3 separate regions of the Mus musculus genome follow, and all the other regions are linked to region 2. A link is a contact called in public Hi-C and HiChIP or PLAC-seq data. All regions are on one chromosome and are shown on one strand. Each heading gives the region's core, a stretch centred on a gene start, on an enhancer-like site or on the middle of the called end of the contact. The rest is flanking DNA. Distances are from core to core; before and after follow the strand shown.

Region 1 (3,978 bases), core at 392-2,891, 710 kb before region 2:
CTTCAGAGAGAAATGAAGATTCATTCATGGATTCATTGAGCCCACAGGGTGATCTTGCTTGGGTAAAATGAAGTCAGGTGGACACAAGGCATTGAGGTGATATATGCATTCTGGTCCAAGTCTGGAATTTAGGGGTAGATCTGGAGCTAGGGGAGGGGACATGGGGGGAAATTAGATGGACTCACCAAGATAGGCTCTGGGAAATAACGTGCAGGGTTTGATTGAAGAGATTGAGTGTACCATAGGAGGGCTGGAGATAGTTCTGGGATAAACAGAATGGAAGCCTAAAGGTTGCTTGTGCTTAGGGCAAGGTTGGCCGGAATTGTTCAGAGAACTGAATGTGGGGTTAGGCTTCATCTGGGGGTAGGGGTTGGAAGGCATGTGAAAAGATATCTTGGAGAAAGATGTAGTTAAAATTGTTTTAGTAACACATTTAAAGTATGATTTGTGATTTCTAAATTTAAAATGTTTAGTCATTTACCTGTGTGAATCTTTGTTTAAGAGATTCTCTATACCAAGGAATGAAGGCACAGCACACTTACTTCCCTTCCATATGCTTAATATCTAAGATGTAAGCATTGCAGTGATAAACATACTTAATACAGATCATTTGAAAGGTCATTTGAAAGGTATCTTGAATTATTAGGTGCATAGCCTTATTATTTGTATCAAATAAAAACTTATTTTCCTTTCTCTTAATGTTTATAGAATACACCCAGAGTTCATTTGACAATGTATCTAAAAGTTTGCCTTTATTTATGCATGAATCCCTCAGTTCTGTGTGAACATTTGGCAGAAATAGCATTTAAAAATCGTTTTATGAGTAGAAACTGTCCTTTTATACTTTGGTATCATTAATAAAGATCCAGACATAACAAATGTTATGGGAACAACTGAAGTAAGTAAGTAGGGTGTGGTAGCTAGAGCAATGAGTACCAGAAATATGCTTCTATGTTGGTTGTTGCCTCACTATGGAAGTACAGAGACTACTGGTAAAAATAGACAAGACAGGTATCCACCCTGAATTAACAGGTGACATACTGAATCTGAAATGAGAAACCTTCCAGCGGACTTTGAGACACTTGCCTTTTATGCAAGGAAAGGAAGATGAGAAAACGTCACAGGTTTTAGGTGAGCAAGAGAAGAAGAGGGATGTCCTTGTTTTCATGAAGTGACTCAGTTCTCATCATTTGTCTAAATGAGTGACAGCCTCTTTTGCATCTCAAATCTAGTAAGTCATATCTATGACAGACAGGACCATGAGCAAGAGGTGCTTGTATGAGGGTTGTGAACTGCTCTGGGAGTATCAAAATGGTAAGAATTCATCGGCACTGCAAACATATCATTAAGAGATTAGAACCAGGAAATCAGACAAGTATTTCAAATGCTACTTGAATAGCTGATTTATAATAGAAGAGCCCATGCGTATGCATGAATTTAATATTTCTAGCACACATTGGCCCACTCCCCACCTATAATTTCCTCTTCTTCTCTGACCTACTTCATGTTAAACATCCCTAGTTAAGAAAATGAGAGGTCTGATTAGCATCAGTGGTGGTCACTGGGCCAGTAAGTACACATGCAGTGGTTTCAACGGAAGAAATTGGGGACAGAGCTAATAATACTGAAATACTGAAAAGTGGAATCTAGTTCTGAGTAATGAGGATGTGGTTTGTGAAGTCATTTGGTCTGCCTACAGAGCTGAGATGACTTTTCTAACATGGAAAAAAGTACCATGAAAAGTCTCTGGTGCTTCTCTTAATCCAATACTATTTAAAAACCATGTGACAGCATTGGAATTGCTCTTCTCTATCAAATAATTTCCTGAGGATTTAATCTATAGATTTTCTTTTGTCCTAGGCAAAAAAGGAAACCTCTGTCTCTTTTTGGTATCTGCATTATTAAGTTTTAAACATTTTCACTTCTTTCTTGCAGAAAGATGCTATTTTGTCATGCTGTTAATGTTTTCTTTCATTTTTTTATCCAAAGTTTCTAGAGTTTCTTGTTTTTATGTAAGCAAGCGTTGGGATGGATGGGAATTCACTAATGTTTTTATGCTGCCTTCCTTATATCTGTTCAATAAATGAATCTTCCACTAAAAATGTCCAAGTTGAAATGTCTGTTCAAACTCTACACCATGCTCTCTTTCTATAAGAAAACATGAAGGCCAGATATATTTTTATTGTCATTTTGCACCAAAGCAGAATTTAACCAACTCTTCTTGTGGAAACAATGATGAGGGGGATGCAGTCACCTATCTGAGCCTCAGAGTGAATGTGTTTTCATTTGCTTAATCTGCTCCATTGTGGCTTTGTATTGGTGCACAGCTGAAATTCCAGGACCCATGAGGCTGAGGATCTTGAGGTTAAACATAGCCTGAGCTATAAGAGAAAGCTTTTGACTTGCTTGTATAAAGTAAGTCAAGCTACCGAACATGTTGCATTGGCCACATCAAATTACAAAGATACAGTTGGTCTACAGAAGGACACTAGAGAAGATTACTCACAAGTTCTAAGCAATTTCATCTGTCTGCAAATATTCCTGGTGGATTGTAGATACTGACCTGGAGATCTGCTTTAAACAGTTCATGTTTGCCTCTCACATGAGCAGAATAAATTGCATTAGAAGTGATGAATGTTGACAACCTTATGTTAATGCCACAGGAAGAAATCTTTACCTTCCAATGAGTCACCTTGGCCAAGGAGAAAGGGTGGCACTGGGTGGTAAGTTACTATTTCCTGACATTTTTTATTTTGTGTGTGTGTGTGTGTGTGTGTGTGTGTAAACAAATTGAATTGATGCCTAAGAATAGTTGAGAAAAAATGTCATTAGCGATTGTCCTAGACTTACAAACAGTATGAGAAAATGATGAAGCCACCTATTCAATGACTGTAATCTCCAGGCACAAGAAAGAAAATAGGACATTTATTCTGCTGCACAATTCTCCTGGATCTGCTTCCAGGAAACGGCATCTCAGCAAGTTCTAAAAACAACTAGATTTGTGCTTATTCTTGCTTACTCCTTATAGAATTTGTCTCATAACAGACAAAGACATTTATCACTTTAAAATGTACCTTCCCCTTATAGTCCATGAGTTTCAGATTAATCAAAGGAACTTTGAAGATATTTTAAGTACACAGGTTCGATTATTTCAGTGTTTTGTGAAGATGGGCTATCTGCCGTATAAAAGAAAGACAGGGGGGGGGAGAGGGAGAGGGAGAGGGAGAGGGAGAGGGAGAGGGAGAGGGAAAAGAAATTGTGTATCTTATAAGAATTCTTTGTACTCTATACTAAAGGAAACTTGGCAGAAGCAATTATATTCTAAACCAAATCTGTGAATATTATGTTTGGTCAGGTATATTACATGTGACAAACCTAATCAGAGCAAGCTCTTATTTGTTCATCCAAACAACAAATTTACTATTTCAAGCTAGTTTCAATGCATCAATATTTTATTAATTATAAGCTTATTTAATGCCCTCTTATTTCTTTTTATTGATTCACAGAAGAAATTAGTGTAATATGTGATGCATACATGTGTATCTATGTGTGTTGATATGATGTGCTTGTGTGATGAGTGTATGTACATGTGTCTCTCTGTGAGTACAGGTCTTATGAATGTGGATTAAGGTTCTATACACTATTATATGAGTTAACCATTATGAATCAAAAAATTAAGAAAATCTATCTATGTTTCATGTATGCACAAGTAGAAAATGAATTTATTATGTAAAAATTTAACAAAAACCCTGTCTATAAAGTTATTAAAAGGATAGGACTTGAAATACAAATTAGTAGAATTCCAGGCTCACATGCTCAAGTTCATGAACTCAATCTCCAGTTCTAAAAATACATTAAACACACCCACATTTGCACACATTCACACACACTCACACAGACATGCACCACCACCACAACCAAAGGCATGGGCTCAGTGTCATTGTCCACCCTGTAATCCCAGAGCCCAAGGGGCTGAGG
Region 2 (3,569 bases), core at 870-3,369:
TCCATCTAAAGTATACAGCATGATCTGTATTTATAGAAAGTATATATATATTTATATAAAGTATACAGCATGATCTGTATTTATATAAGAGAAGGAGAGTTTCATAGTCTAAAAAAGAAACTGTCCAAATCTTGAACCTGGTGCAAGTCTAACTCAAGCTTTTCTAAACACAGAGTCAGTATATGCTATATAGTATGTTGTGATATCCTATAACTACAGTATGATACTGCTACTCTAGTAGGGTAGGTTTATTAGTTGATGGCCAGCTACTAAGTCCAATTCCTTTTGTACCCTGCAGCATATTAGGATTCTACTAATTCTGTGAAATTTCAATCTTTCTATAATGCAATATAAATATAATATATAATAAATACATAATTATAAATATATAAAATATAATATATAAATATGTGTGTTAGTGATCAATATATACATTGAATTATATATAATATATAAAATCTTTGTGATGTTCATATATGAAATATGTGTTCACAATGAAATATATTATTTTTGAGGAATATATATATATATATATATATATATATATATACACCTATCTCTATCTATATGTGTGTGTGTATGTGTGTGTGTGTATACAATAAAACACTAATCCCTGTTCCCCTCACTCCAGTTCCCCCATATCCTCCTCAGTGTATACAAGCCCTTAAGCCATAGCTATCTCTTGAAACGGAACAACAGTAATTGGCTTCATAACCTTTTGCTGAGAGTAAGTGAAATAATTGTTGACACACGAGAGACATTTAGTGTATAGTAGCCTCTTGCAGTGTTAACCCTTTCCCCTTGGTCCAAGATCAGATTTGGTGCTCTGGACTATTCTTTGGCAACAGAAGACCACTTCAGACACATGGAATTTTGCTTAACAGCTTCCAGGCTTCAGTCACACCCAGCCAGCTTGTTGATACATTGTGCTGCCCACATTGCAACTTTTAATAATATACTTTTAATAATAATGACACGTGTTAATCACAATATATAAACAGTGCTGTAATTTTGAAGATCTATAGCACTGTAAGGGAACTCCCAAAGAGATAACCAGGACTGCTAACACACACGTCCAGTTTTATATATTACTTGAAATAACCGGATGAAGCTGGTTCTTCATAATACTATTAGGGTATCTGCAGGTACATATCAAGTGTAGAGCATTTGCTTATCTTGCGTATGCTTGAGCCCCTAGATCTGATCCATGTTACCAAAATAATAAGATGAAAATTATTCCAATCTTTTTCTAATTCTATATGAGGACACACATATATACATTCACATATATAATCCCAGTGTTAATCTGGTCCTATATTAAAGGGTATTATGCCTAAGGGGCACATTAGCTTCCTCTTTGATGTAAAATGACTAAGACATGCAACTTTAAAGAAGAAAGATGCATTTTGGCTCAGGGTAACACAGGTTTCATGCCATGCTGTCCTGGGTGCACTGCTGTGGGTTTTCCATCATGGTGGGAACCCAGACAGAAGAGCTCCATGTGGGCCCAGCAGCAAAAGGAATGAGAGAGGAAGGAGTTGAAAATGCAGTACCGCCTTATGGACAACCTCCAAAGACTCAACAGTTTACACTGGGCCTCACCAATTCCAACGGCCCCTTCAGCTACAGTGCAAGCTGACCCTTTGGAGTCATTTCAGATTCTAACTATGACAAAGGGCAACTGACTAAAGTTGCCTAGCTGGTTAAGAAACAAGCCTGGAGTTAAAAGAGTCAACCAAGTGTATGCATATGCCAAGCCCACAAGTGCCATGCAGTAGTTATTAACTTTATTTGGATACTGTGGTACCTTAACACAATTATTATAAGAAGCGCTGGGACCTTACTGGTCAATAGATCAGAGTCCCAGCATCTTTAACCCTCAGATATTTGCTGACTTGCATGCAAGTGGGCAGTTTTTCTCTGCCTCCCACTGATAACAGTGGGAGTCTAAATCCATACCTCTTCAAATCTTCCTTCCTTCAAGATTGATTCCAAATGCACAGAACATTGAGGCTACCTTCATCCCTCCATCATCTAAATTCCTCCCCCACTTCTGACAGGCCCATCAGTCCCCCACTGATAGAAGAGGAAGAATCACCAGAGAGCAAGATAAAGAACTAGTTCCTTCTGTGGTTTCCTGTACTCCTAGGTTGACCACATCTTTTTCTGTTACTCAGTGCTTCTACCTCTAGAAGACAGCAGAAAAATTCTACATACACTCTTACATTAAAGAAACATCACAATACCTTTTACCATTCAAATCTGTAGCTGGATAGAGCATACTCCAATGAAATTAGAAGAAACGCTTATAAAAAGCAGCCTGTTAATTCATTCAGTTTGCTTTATCAGTTTGCCTTGGCTCTACCCTTGTGTCCTTTTATAGAGCTTCTAGAATTTTCTGTCCCCGGCTGGATGCAGGCTAGGGGGGCCTAGGCCTGTCTCAGCACACACCACAGAGCACATATTTCCTCTGGACTTCTGAATGTCTCTTTTGTTCACAAGCAATCATACTAGGTGACATCCATAGCCAGGTAAAGTTCGCAAATAGTTCCTTTAGCTGTCATGCAAAACTATTGGCAATATTGCCAATCTAGTTATTTCCTCTTCTTTGCTCATGACAGCACAAACAGGAGGACTGCTGGTTCATTAGGAGTTCTGATAGCAAAACACTCAGGGCTTAAAGCATGAGAAGTCCGTGAACAATCACTGAGCTATCAGATGAAGTGCACACATGTTGTGGATGAATGATCTTCATTATTCTCTTTGTTACTTATATGGCATTTACATTTAAATTTTATATTTAGCCCAAGCACAGATAGGGAATGGCTGTCCAGATAGCATCTGAAGAGAGATGGAAACATCTCTCTGCCTGAACAGGGGAGAAACAGCAGAAGAAACATTAAGCGTTGGATTTATAACACAAACATATATGAAGTCTCCATGTGAAATTCATTTTATTTGATGACTTTTAGAAAGCAGCACACATGGAAGAATTGGACATGGCAAGGAAAGTTTTTAAGTGTTATAGAAAGAAGCTTGTAGCCATAAGAACTATCAGGGTTTAAGATATGTATTCTAGAAGAACAGATAATTCTCCATTACCTGGCATGTGAACATGAGCAGAATCTGCAGCAAGTGACCACTAATCATGTCACACATGTTTGATTATTGCTTATTTTTCTTTCACATAAATCAAGGCTGAAATATGGAGTAGATCACCTCCCACTACCTTGTTGCGAAACTAAGTCAGTTCTTTAAGTTGAAGAAAAGAAGGAGGACTTGAAAGTATATCTGTTTTCTTTGCTAAGAAGGACTAAAAATTAATATTGCTCTATTTGAAGGGAAATACCTGGCCGATTAATTGGTGACCAGTTGCAAATTTCTCAAGCCTTCCTCCATAGTGCCTTTCCCCCAGTGAAGCATGGCTTCTTGCCCATGGGTATGCTGACTGTGTTCTTCATGAGTAAACATCTACAAATTTTTTTAATCAATATTCACTGATATATGGTTTAGTGAACAAAAAAATGTTTTTATATTTTTATAGAAAAAGAATGATCCCAAATAGATAG
Region 3 (4,033 bases), core at 372-2,871, 650 kb before region 2:
TCTAACACAGCTTAGTCTTTTTTCCCTTCTATATTAGTTGTACATTTCAGCTTTAGATTTTAATTCATTATGATCCTATTAACACCTTCAGCTGGTCTATCCATTGTCTTCAACCTCCTTCCTAGAGGCTCCCAGATTGTAATACATAACAGCACACAACAGCTACCCGATGAATGTTTATTTTGCTATACATGAGCACCCACCATCTAAATTCTACATCGATATGATAAATGATCACTGAATGCTGGCCATAGTCTCAAGCAGGATCAGTTCTGACTAATGCTTACCAACCTTTATTAGGTGTGGGTCTTCCTATTTTTACCGTTAAATCTAGTGCAAGAGACACACATTGGTTTTATCTTTTGAGACAATCCTGATGAAACATCATTTTTGCTAAAGTTATTGAGACAGACTCTAAGGTCCCACAGTGCTTAGTAAGAGACAATGGAGTGGTTGCCTAGCAATGGCTGTTGCAGCTCTGAGAAGAAGGAAGAGAGACAAAAGTGTGGTGATCTTACTAATCCTAGTCTATGAGATAAACACTTGTAGTATGAATATTAATCAAAGCCAAAATTTTGCTTCCTGGCTTACAGCTTACACTTTCATTTTAACTAACATCTATAGTTGTTTATAATTCCTAATATTTTGCTTCAGCAAATTCCTTATTCTTCAAGCAAATCTTACAAGTTTTATGCTATGATTATTTCCATAATTTCCTAACCTAGAAACATAAAACATCACCCCACTGCTCCCCTTTATCTTCTCTAATTTCCATTCCCTGCAAAAAAATAAAACAAAACAAAACAAAAAAAAAAAAAACAAAGGCCTTCCTAGAACATCTTAATCCACAACACAGGCACCTGGTGTTCTGGAAATCAAATTGTCTCAACTCTTCATTTATCATTTAAACACACAATTCTTTCAGCTATATCTCAGGATATTTTGACTGAACTACTGAGTGCCCCTTGTGGTATTGGTTCCCTTTATTCTTTGTGGTATCTTCTGTTACATTTTAAGGGAGTCCTTTTGCCTATCATATAAGCAACCTGCTTCTGTTTGGCTGTTTTTTTGGGGGGGGGGTTGTAGGACTCTTTGCTTAATACATTATCTTTCTTATAGCAGGAACTCATAAGAGGTTTTATTTAGTTATTACGTAGTCCAGCATATGTTTTATTTATATCATTGTATTTAGTCTGTGTAAAACCCACAAGGTTTAAATATCTAATATCAAAATATACCAATACTATGAAGTTTAAAAGGAATGAATAAGAAACAAAATGTTTGTCCAAAGCAAGCAATGTTGATAGTAGCTGCTGGACATTTGGTGCAAATGAACAGAGGAGATGCTAAAGGTCTCACTGGAGAATGCACTGAAATGTCTTTTTCCTTAGATATTCAAACTCTGTTAGTCAGAAGACTAACTTGGGAGTGGTCATATACCTCTGTCTCTTCTTAGATAACTGCAAAGTGTTCATGAAGAGACCCAAAATTTCTAGAATACCTTCTAGAATCTATACAACATGAAATATGCAAGACCGCCAAAGGTCTGTGTGTGTGTGTGTGTCTGCCAGATGCCCTGAAATACTTTGTAAGGTGTAATTTGACTGCAGCCATCATGGATGTCCACTTGGGGGCACCAAAATGATGCCTCTGTTTTCTTTATTTCTCATAGCAAGATTATTTTACAATGATTCTGTATGCAATTATTTTAGTATGAGGACAAGTTGGTAATGGTTTATATTTATCATTTATTCAAGCAGCTTGATTTTTAATGCCTGTTATCTCTCTATTAATGAACTAGAAACCAGTTGCTTCCAAGAGTGGGTAATGTCCTCCTGATGGGTAGAACATTGGGCCAGGAAACAGCCAATACAAGAGCCAGAATAGAATCAGAGTTTCAGGGACCTCAGAGGTTAAAACCTGACCTCCTGCTAATTCACAAATACCCTCTGCAATGCCCCTGGCAAGTAATCATCCCCTTCCAGGTCTGGAGGACTGCTGGGTAATTGAGTGATTAAGCAAACTGCTTAGAAATACATTACAGAATCATAGGATAACTGTGTAGAAAAGGACCTTAGCGATGAACAAGCCAACCCTTGACTCCAAGAATTGGGCTAGCAAGGTCAAGTGGTTCACTCATGTCTGAAAGTTAGCAGAGCAGCTAAAACTACACTTTTGAGTGCCTGAGTCAGACAATTATGCCAGCATAGTTAGTGCTCCTCTGTTTGTTAAACTGTGGTGACAACCGTGAATAGAAAATGAGGAGAAGCCATTGCACAATGAGGATGCTGGACAAAATATTCTGATTATAGAGTTGTGGCATGTCCTGGAAGTGGAAGGGAAGGAGTCACAATTGGAAGTTCAGTTAGAAATTAATCAAATCAGGCAATGCAATTCAATCCAAATTGTGTCATGCCCAATAATAATAATATTTTCAGGACCACTTTCAGGAAGAATGGTGGCAGAAACCACCAGATTTGAACAAGAATTATTTATCTTCCCAGTGATCTTGTCTTGCTCCCAGGGTTAGAAGAATTCACTCGTTAATTCACACTATTCATTTGGGTTTCACTTTTTGGTTCATTTTGCCAGGCTTATCTGGTAGATACAAGTAACTTTAAAAATACATGTATCTCCCCGTTGAACTGCAGTACTTTCAGCTGTAGCTCCTTATTTGAACAGCTTGAGGACTAATTTGAATCGCACTTCTCTTGTGGGTGTTCCAAAAGCTTGTGCTATCTCAGGGAGTTGCCTTGTGGAGACATTAAAGATGTTTTTTAAATGAAGCACATCAAGATTCGCTAAATTACATATGGTTTGATCTAGGAAAGGACAATTGGAGACTTCATTAAAATAGATTTATTCCAACTTCATGTATGGAAATAAATTTTCTTGTGATAACTTGGTCTGTGCCCATCCAGATTGTAGCATTTCCCTAGTTTCTAAATTAAATGTTTCTACATGTGAATCTTGGCTCTATATGGGCATATATTAAAAGGCTTAGTCATCATTATTTTAAGTATCCCAGAATTGAGTCAGGTTTCTCAGGAGCTTTGCAGCTTAGTCGCTTGCTTTGATTTGGTTCACTTTCAATTATCTTCCCTTCCTCTTCTCCTGTGTTTCTGCTTTTAAAAAAAAAATATCTATTTTAACTTTAGGTAAGAACTAAACTATCTTCTGTTGCATAAATCTTGGTCTTCTCTGCATTGTTGCCTTTAAGTGCTGAGCCTTTTTCTAGTAGAAGGGAGAGATTCCTACTTCAAGGGGACAGATTTTATATACTATGTCATTTCAATAAAGAAATATAAGGAAATTTTTCTTAGATTGGCTTTTAAATTGGGAGAAGCAAGTGACAAAAAGATTCATTATCTTATCTAGTGTCATCAAGATGATAAACACTAGAGCTGTGGTTTCATGCTGGGCTTTTCTCAATCTGAAGCCCAAGGGTCTTATGTCATATCAAGCCTCTGACATATGCTTGGTTTAGGTTAACACCAGGCCTCTTAGAAACGCAGACAAACAAAACCACACCTACCTCACAATTCACCAAGAAATATATATGAAATACTTTATACTTCCCTTTACAATGATACAGTTCTGCTTTTTATTCAATTGATCTACTGTTATTTCTTCCCAGTTTTGACTGTAGAAAAGCATGATAATGGCTAACAATGAAAACTCAACAAAGCATGTTATGTATGCTATGGTAAAATGTAAGAACACAATCACTAGTCAATGTATGGATGAGTGTAACTTCACTCAAAGAATAACAAGACTACTGCATATGGATTCCAGCCAAGTGTCTTATCCATTTCATAGAGTAACTAGATCCCAGTGGGAAGTTACAAATGTTAAAGTATACAAAATGGTCATTACTACAAGATGCTTTTGGTTACAGCATGAACATGTATTATGTTAATAATGGGTCAACAATTTTATTTTGAGTTTGAGTTATTTTATTTTGTGAATTTGTATTAATTTTACTTTGACCAGTCACTTACTAGCACAAGCTCTTCAGCCGGGGAACTTGACT

The links. HiChIP or PLAC-seq counts read pairs in DNA pulled down with a chosen protein or histone mark. Hi-C and Micro-C count contacts between places; a contact is called where the count stands out from the background.
Region 1: a Hi-C map of the MNK3 cell line shows a contact between it and region 2, with 5 times the contacts expected there. The contact joins two enhancer-like sites. A contact is called at or near these places in 1 of 484 Hi-C or Micro-C datasets (the MNK3 cell line) and 1 of 115 datasets of contacts at active chromatin or transcription factors (acute myeloid leukemia).
Region 3: a RAD21 HiChIP or PLAC-seq map of pro-B cells shows a contact between it and region 2, with 12 times the contacts expected there. The contact joins two enhancer-like sites. A contact is called at or near these places in 1 of 15 datasets of contacts at CTCF or cohesin (pro-B cells), 3 of 484 Hi-C or Micro-C datasets (cerebral cortex, embryonic fibroblasts and forebrain) and 1 of 115 datasets of contacts at active chromatin or transcription factors (neural progenitor cells).

The regions. Positions count from the first base shown.
Region 1 is chr4:7,910,499-7,914,476 of GRCm38.p6, reverse strand. No RefSeq gene overlaps it. Among named protein-coding and RNA genes, the nearest start is that of Gm23860, 92 kb to the right of the region's middle. Within about 2 kb of position 1,641, at least 25 of the 459 cell types and tissues checked have an H3K27ac peak or open chromatin away from gene starts, as enhancers often do. A contact at or near this core is called in the MNK3 cell line, where this site is marked.
Region 2 is chr4:7,205,746-7,209,314 of GRCm38.p6, reverse strand. The region is part of intron 4 of Gm33646 (a long non-coding RNA gene); the gene reads right to left. Among named protein-coding and RNA genes, the nearest start is that of Gm33646, 15 kb to the right of the region's middle. Within about 2 kb of position 2,119, at least 28 of the 459 cell types and tissues checked have an H3K27ac peak or open chromatin away from gene starts, as enhancers often do. A contact at or near this core is called in the MNK3 cell line and pro-B cells, where this site is marked.
Region 3 is chr4:7,851,144-7,855,176 of GRCm38.p6, reverse strand. No RefSeq gene overlaps it. Among named protein-coding and RNA genes, the nearest start is that of Gm23860, 32 kb to the right of the region's middle. Within about 2 kb of position 1,621, at least 19 of the 459 cell types and tissues checked have an H3K27ac peak or open chromatin away from gene starts, as enhancers often do. A contact at or near this core is called in pro-B cells, where this site is marked.